2 separate regions of the Anas platyrhynchos genome follow, and region 2 is linked to region 1. Evidence: chromatin contacts called from public Hi-C data. All regions are on one chromosome and are shown on one strand. Each heading gives the region's core, a stretch centred on a gene start, on an enhancer-like site or on the middle of the called end of the contact. The rest is flanking DNA. Distances are from core to core; before and after follow the strand shown. Region 1 overlaps RBKS (ribokinase). Region 2 holds the start of BABAM2 (BRISC and BRCA1 A complex member 2).

Region 1 (3,370 bases), core at 772-3,271:
GACATTCTTTGAGAAGTTTAGCTTGCTGGAGCCAGTGTGTATTATTACCACCACATGGAGAAAAGAAAATTACTTCTATTTGGAGAACAAGAAATACAGGTGTATAATTATAATAGATCCCTGCTCGCTCATCCACCTTTGTACCCACCTGCAGAGTTGGGGGTACAGTTTGCATTCTTTTCTGCTATTTTCTTTTAAAAAGTAATTACCATTTGAAGATGTCTGGGATCACTCTGTGCATGGGCAGGTACAGAAATATGCTCTCTACTGTTGAGGAGGCTTATCTCTTCTGAATTTATGGAAATGGTACACCTATGGAAATTCTTGCCAGCCATATCACAGGAGCACAGACCGGCTGTGGGACTTCTACAACATATTCTGAGAACACAGAATTGCACATAATTGCACATTTACCTTTACTTTTAACAGTAACCTTTTCAGATTTTACAATGAAATCAATTACATTACCATGACTTTTAATAATCAATTATGTCTGACTTCATCCTCTCCATGTCTGATTTATTATTGAATTGATGTTCAGGGATGAACTATTGCCATTTTTCCTTTCTTTTTGCTGAGAAAAGAGGAAAAATGAAGCATTTGTTTTTCTTATGTCACAAGATTGATTTTTTTCTTTTAGTAATTGTTATATATTCATGTGCCATCTGTTTTCTGTTTTCTTTCATGACTTTCTTTAATTTCAAATCACTGTAATGTATGCACTTGAGAAGTTTTATATAGAGATAAATGTTTACATACCCAAATAAAGGTTACTAGTCACATCTCTACATGGCATTTAAAAGCAATAAGTTAATCCCACAAATCTTAAAAAAATGTTGATTTTTCTTTCAAAATACATTCATTTTATCCATTCAGCCAATTACATCTGCATTTCCTTCATCTTCTTAAATCAAGAAGTAACTAATAGTTTAATGGTCCAGAACATGTACTGGGAAAAGATCGTTATACCTTTCTTTTCTTCTTTCCTTCAGTATCTGGTAGCAGTCACAGTCAGAAAAGAGGAACTGGATAAGATAGACCTTTGCTCTGACCTACTGTGGCCCTTCTTATTTTGTAGATTTGGCATTTGTTTTTGGTTTGGTTTGGTTTCAATTCTCTGTGGCCAAATTTATCAAATATACTGCTTACAGCTGCTCTCCTGCAATCATTGGTTCCAGTTCCATTGTCCCTCTCTAAGTCTCAAGTAACTTCCTTCTAGCCAAAGCCCTAGTTATGTTTGAGCCTTACCCCTTTTGGATGCCCTTTTTTAATTTGGTATTTTTAGGTACTATCAGAAAACAAATAGCTTATTTCTACTTCATCTTTAGTAAGCCCTATAAATAGCTCTTAATTTTCTCAGGTTTAAAGATGAATTCTTTAGAGCTATTCCGGTCAGCTGTTTTTAAAACATTACTTTATAACACAGACATACGTGCTAAGAGAAGATTAAATTTACACAGATTCTTATTGTTGCTTGGTATGGCTTTCTTATGCGCTTAAATTTACAGGTATTTATCACATATTTTTATCTAAATGCCCCTATCTTTCTTGTTCATCAAGAAATACCTTTAAATGATTAAGCCCTGTACTTTGTGGATATCATGTGAATGATATGTTTGTAACAGAAGATTATGTTAGCTGCAGAACAGAAAGCTAGCCATTCAGCTTCAGACATTTCATAGACTGTGTGGAGTGTTTGTGTTGCTGAAGATGAGTAAAAGGGGATAGTCCTTGTGATTAGCTGAATTATTACTGAGTCAGAAATTTCTGTTGTCTACTTCCACATAGGTCAGCAGCTTTAATTTGCGATTCTTTTGTCACAGAATAAAAGTTTAAAAATGCCAGCTATACTTTCAGACAATCATGGGATTTCAGGTCCTAAACATGTAAGTATCAAATGCATCACACTTTGTTCTTCATTAAATGCTTTAGGATTTAATGAAATCCCATGCAGTATCTGGTATAACAGCACAGCTTGTTCTTATGGATTTATGTGCTAGAGAGAAGCAAACAAAATTATACTATCAGTGAATTATCTACCATTAGTTTGTCTAGGAGGCTCTTCACAAGCTGTTCTTTTCACTCTTGCTTGTTGCAATAATATTTTTTTTTATGTCTGACACTGCTTTCTTTTTATGTGGTTCATGAACACAAAAACTCAGAACAAATCTTGCAAGGTTATCAGTTCTTTCTTTGCTTAGCCTGTAGTTCAGTTTTATCTTTTCCCAGAAAGATCAAGCTTGTTGAGACTAGTTTGTTAATTCCCAGATGCAGCACAGCCTAATCCCTGAGGTTTGTGCAGGAATGTGCTAGTTCTCCATTCCCTTAATTCTTCTAATGAAAAATAAATGTATCCAATGTCATCTAAGTGAAAACCAATGGTTGTTCTTCTCAGTCATCTATAAATGTTGAAAAAGAGACAACCCTGCACAAGACGAGCTCTTCAGAGTACTTACCATTTTTTTTCCCATGTATTTGTGTGCTTCCTTGCTGTAGTATGGCTCTAGGCACAACCACAATGTCAATACAGTTCATGTGTTGTTTTTCTTTTTTAGTGTGTGCGTGCAATTACATAGCCCTGCAGGTTAGGAACCAAAATATATTGCATGTCAGCAATTTGAATTTGGTCCTAAATGTTTTGAAGAACAGCTGCTTCTCCGTTCAAAGAATACGAAAGAGCCCTTCAGGAGAAGGAAAACTCCTAAATGGTTGCAGCAAATGATTTAGTGTGCCGAGCTATTTTGAATGCAACACTGGGAACTGTTTTCTTCCTAATGTAAAATGGGTATCTGACTTCTGATCTAAATAAGAAAGCCCTAGCAAAGATTTAATTAAATGCTAACAGAATACTTCGGTGTTTTGATGGTAGAAAGCAGTACATCTAAATATAAATTCATTGCAAATTTTGTTAAATGAAGCTGCAAGATACGTAAAAATAATACAAAAGAATAATAGGATCCTATTGTTTCTTTTTAAGTGCTATTGTCTATTAGTTGAGGTTAAATAATTTCTGGAAGAAATACTAATAATGGGAATTCTTGTTAGTATATCCAAAATCAGTAGGCAGCACTGACTTCTACAAGGGCCAGATAATATCAAGCTTATAAAAATGTATCAGCTTAGGACATTTAAAATACTACTAACTAATATAGAGAGGTTAATAATAGGGACAGTATTTATTAAGAAAATAATCATTGATACCTCTACTAGTCAAAACAAGAATAGGTCCTTTAAAATTAAACTATTCCAGAACATTTCATGTGTTTGCCTTTTCTGTTTTAAGTAAAGGAAAGCTATTATTTCTTCATTACACAGAAGTTGCTAGTAATTCACAGTATATTTTAATTTGAATTCCAACTTTGTTCTAAAC
Region 2 (3,386 bases), core at 106-2,605, 41 kb before region 1:
TTAATATGCTGTATTTTACATTTTATGGCAGCTAAAGAAGCTGAAGAGTGAACATCCACGTACTAATGTACAACTAGCTCTCTTCACATACATGATTTACCCTGACAATAGGTAAAAACTGAAGCTTGCCTGGCAAACATCTATGGCAATTCAAGACATTACTTCATGGTTGTTATTCCTCTGCCCCAAACGACTGCCTACTCACCTTTATCCTTACCTAGGGAAGCTGAGAACACAAGTCCAGACTTGACCTATTTCAATGCAAAGTCCAACAGCTTAGCTCGAACAGGTAATGAGCTTAAACTAAAACGCTAGATTTTGTGCAAGGCTGGCTAAAACTGGGCACGTTTTGTTCCATCAGCTCTAGTGTAGGGAGAGTAACTTCAGGCAGAGGGGCCAGCTGGACTGCTGAAGGTTTTGGAGGCCATGAAAAGCGTGCTGAAAGACAAGCTATCTTCCTAGCGTTTTATGCACAAAGGTCTCACGGGTGGTTCTGCTTATGTGACACGTTTTGAGGGAACTGTGGATGTTATGAGGGTAAGGCCATGACACGAAGAGAAACGTGGGGAAAAGAGACACCTTCCAGAATGAATTACAGGATGAGGTTCTTTATCTTCCCATTAACAAAACCTGCAGATACCATCAAAACAAGCTGCCAGTGTCACCTGGCTTTATTGCACCGTTTCTCCAGATCTGTAATATCTCCTATGTAAGGAGCCCGTTAACACCCAGCACTCACAGGCTCGCTCGGCGTTCACCTCACGCGTTTATTGAGCAAACAGCGGGCTTTACACCCCACCACACCACTCCACAACTCCTGCAAGGCTCAGCCCCCACGCACACCATTCCCCCCCACCCCCACCCCCCCTGCAGCGCTATGGGGGCGAGCGTAGACACCAAACAAACCTAGAAAGATAAAAATAAAACATTAAATAAATAAATAAATAAGTTAAATCTCTCCAGGCTGCTCCCCTCCCAGAACCCGGCACGGGGCAGCCCCATCCCGCTGCGGGTGAAGCCCTGCGGCCTGCCCTGCCCTGCCTCGCCTCACAGCAGGCCGGGGGCGCCCCTCTCAGCCTCCCCACCGCCCCCTGGGGGCTTTTACCCCCCGGAGGGGCACGACACGGACACGAGCCCGATGCCGGGTCCACCCCCCTTCGCTTCCCCGGGGGCCGTCGGAGGCGCTGCGGGCCGCCCGCTCCCCCCCCCGGCCCCGCCATTACCTACGGCCCCTTAGCAACGGCCGCGCCCGGCGTGCGCGCCCCCGCGCCCGCCCCGCCGCCCAGGCGTGCGCGCCCCCGCCGCCGCCACCGCCACCCGCCCCCCGCAACCGGGCCGGAGGGGGCCTCGCCGCCGAGCCGCCGCCGCGCTGCCGGGCTGGGGTTTGCCCGCCGCCAGCAGGCGTTCGCGCAGGGCAGCCCCGCTGGGGGAAGGCCCCCCCGGCGTTGCTATGGTGACGGGGGAAGCGCGGCGCGGCCTGCTGAGGCCTTGGGGACAGGGGCAAGGGGCAAGGGGCAGGGCCCGGCCCCATGGCTGCCCCCGTGGTGGTGGTGGTGGGATCCTGCGTCACCGACCTCGTCAGGTCAGTACCCGCCGCAGGGACGCGCCGCGGGATCGGGTTGGGGGAGAAGGGGACGCCCGGCCTCGGTGCTGCGCGGCCGGGGGGCTGCGAGGCGGGAGGGAGGCGGGAGGCAGGAGGAAGGAGGCGGGCCCTCAGCCCAGCTCGCCAGGCCGAAGGTTTGTGGAGGTAAACGAAGGGGCTCGGCTGGGGCAGCTCGGCTCCAAGCGTTTGAGGCCGCCAGGAAAGCGAGGAAGGAGGCTTCGTGTCGGAAAACAAACTTCCCGTGAAAAACAACAAACAAACAAAACAAGCAAACAAAAAAAAAAAAGGCAGGCCAGAAGTTGATTATTTACAGGCTTCGTTTCATGGGACGGCGAGAAAAAAAGGCCGCCGAGCTGCTCGTAGCCATTCAGACCAAGAAACAGAAGTGAGCCCTCAGGAAACCAAGCACCTCTGCTTTCTGAACTGATTTATTTATTTATTTATTTATTTATTTATTTATTTATTTCAAGGAACGTCCTCGTGCCTTTTGATTCATCCTCTGGGCATTTTGCTCTGACAACGAGGCCCGAGTGCCTCCTCCTTATTCTTTTTTAGCTCATAGGTAAGGTTTAGAAACTTTGTAAAAAATAAAGTTTTGGTTCGAGCAACCTGGGTTTCATAACGAATACTGAATATCGGAAGAATTCAAACAGAACTGTGAGACTTGGCAATGGTGCAAATGCTAACCTAAACGGCCTGACCTTGTCAGCCCCAGTAAACTTGCAAACCAGTTCTTTATTTGCACTACATTAAACACATCTGGTTTCAAACTACGTACGCAGACTTGGTTAACATAGGATTTAAAAGTGTATGTGTCTGGGCTGCATCAGCTCGCTCTGCTGGGAATTCTGCAGTAAAAAAAAAAAAATAAATCAATTCCTCAATGTGAATCAGCAGACAATCAAAGCCTGTGGGTCAAGAAAGTGTAGAAGACATGATCAGAAGGTTATGCTGGGAGTAAGTGCAATGCAGTCATAGACGTGCACTGTAAAAACACTTTAAAAATCATAGAACCTATGTCAGAAAGATGTAATGCTTTATGTTATCTGCAGCACGCACTGGCGGTTTTCCAAGAGGAATAGTTGTGTTGTAAGTCAGAGAAAGATATTGGAGAACTGATCTTGACGTTACGTGTGTGTGAGTGATCAGATGCTTGTGACGTTACGTTGAAACACAAGGCATGGTGCGCTACTCTCAAGAAATTCCTTTTCCTTTCTCTCTACAATATGGAAAAAGACTTCAAAAATTGCCTACAGCTTTAAGCACTACTGACAACCGTGCGCCTGAGTTTTTTCTTGACAGTTAAACAAAACAAAACAAACAAGGCCAACAAATGGAAAGCTCCCGTGTGTTTTTTTTTAGCTTCAAGTTTGCTGTGATGGAAATGCAGGCACTTATCTGAAGGCTCATTAACTGGCTGTACTATAACTAGAGATTAAACCGTGGGTTGTAGCCATAGATGCTGTAACACTGAGATTAAGTGCTTGAAAAAAAAAAAAAAAAAAGCTCTTTCACTCTTCAGTCAGCTGAGAGTTTCTTAAACTGAACAAATGCTATCACAAGAATGTATCTGACTCACCAGCATTAGCCTCTACTTAAGGAGCAGTGAAGGGCTTTTTATTAGTGATAAGCTAATTTGATTCAACTGGGAAAGAACGGCCAGCCTCATTCCCGGTTACGAGCACAGGATTTCAGGCACTTCATAAACTTGGGAAAGGAATGGGTTTAAATTTTGCTGGCAAGTGTTCAGTCAGACTGAAATCTCCAAAATCTCCATTTGGTA

What was found. A called contact is a pair of places that touch in the nucleus more often than the background predicts.
Region 2: a Hi-C map of F5 follicle shows a contact between it and region 1, with 3 times the contacts expected there. The contact joins the promoter of BABAM2 here to the enhancer-like site in region 1. A contact is called at or near these places in 3 of 8 Hi-C or Micro-C datasets (F5 follicle, skeletal muscle and small yellow follicle).

What each region holds. Positions count from the first base shown.
Region 1 is chr3:38,271,857-38,275,226 of IASCAAS_PekinDuck_T2T, reverse strand. All of the region lies in intron 6 of RBKS (ribokinase), which reads left to right. Among named protein-coding and RNA genes, the nearest start is that of MRPL33, 31 kb to the right of the region's middle. Within about 2 kb of position 2,021, at least 4 of the 8 cell types and tissues checked have an H3K27ac peak or open chromatin away from gene starts, as enhancers often do. A contact at or near this core is called in F5 follicle and small yellow follicle, where this site is marked.
Region 2 is chr3:38,312,479-38,315,864 of IASCAAS_PekinDuck_T2T, reverse strand. It overlaps BABAM2 (BRISC and BRCA1 A complex member 2), which reads right to left and starts at 1,355. Exons shown (of 12, transcript XM_038176415.2): 1 at 1,224-1,355. It overlaps RBKS (ribokinase), which reads left to right and starts at 1,330. Exons shown (of 9, transcript XM_027454053.3): 1 at 1,330-1,582. The coding sequence starts at 1,530.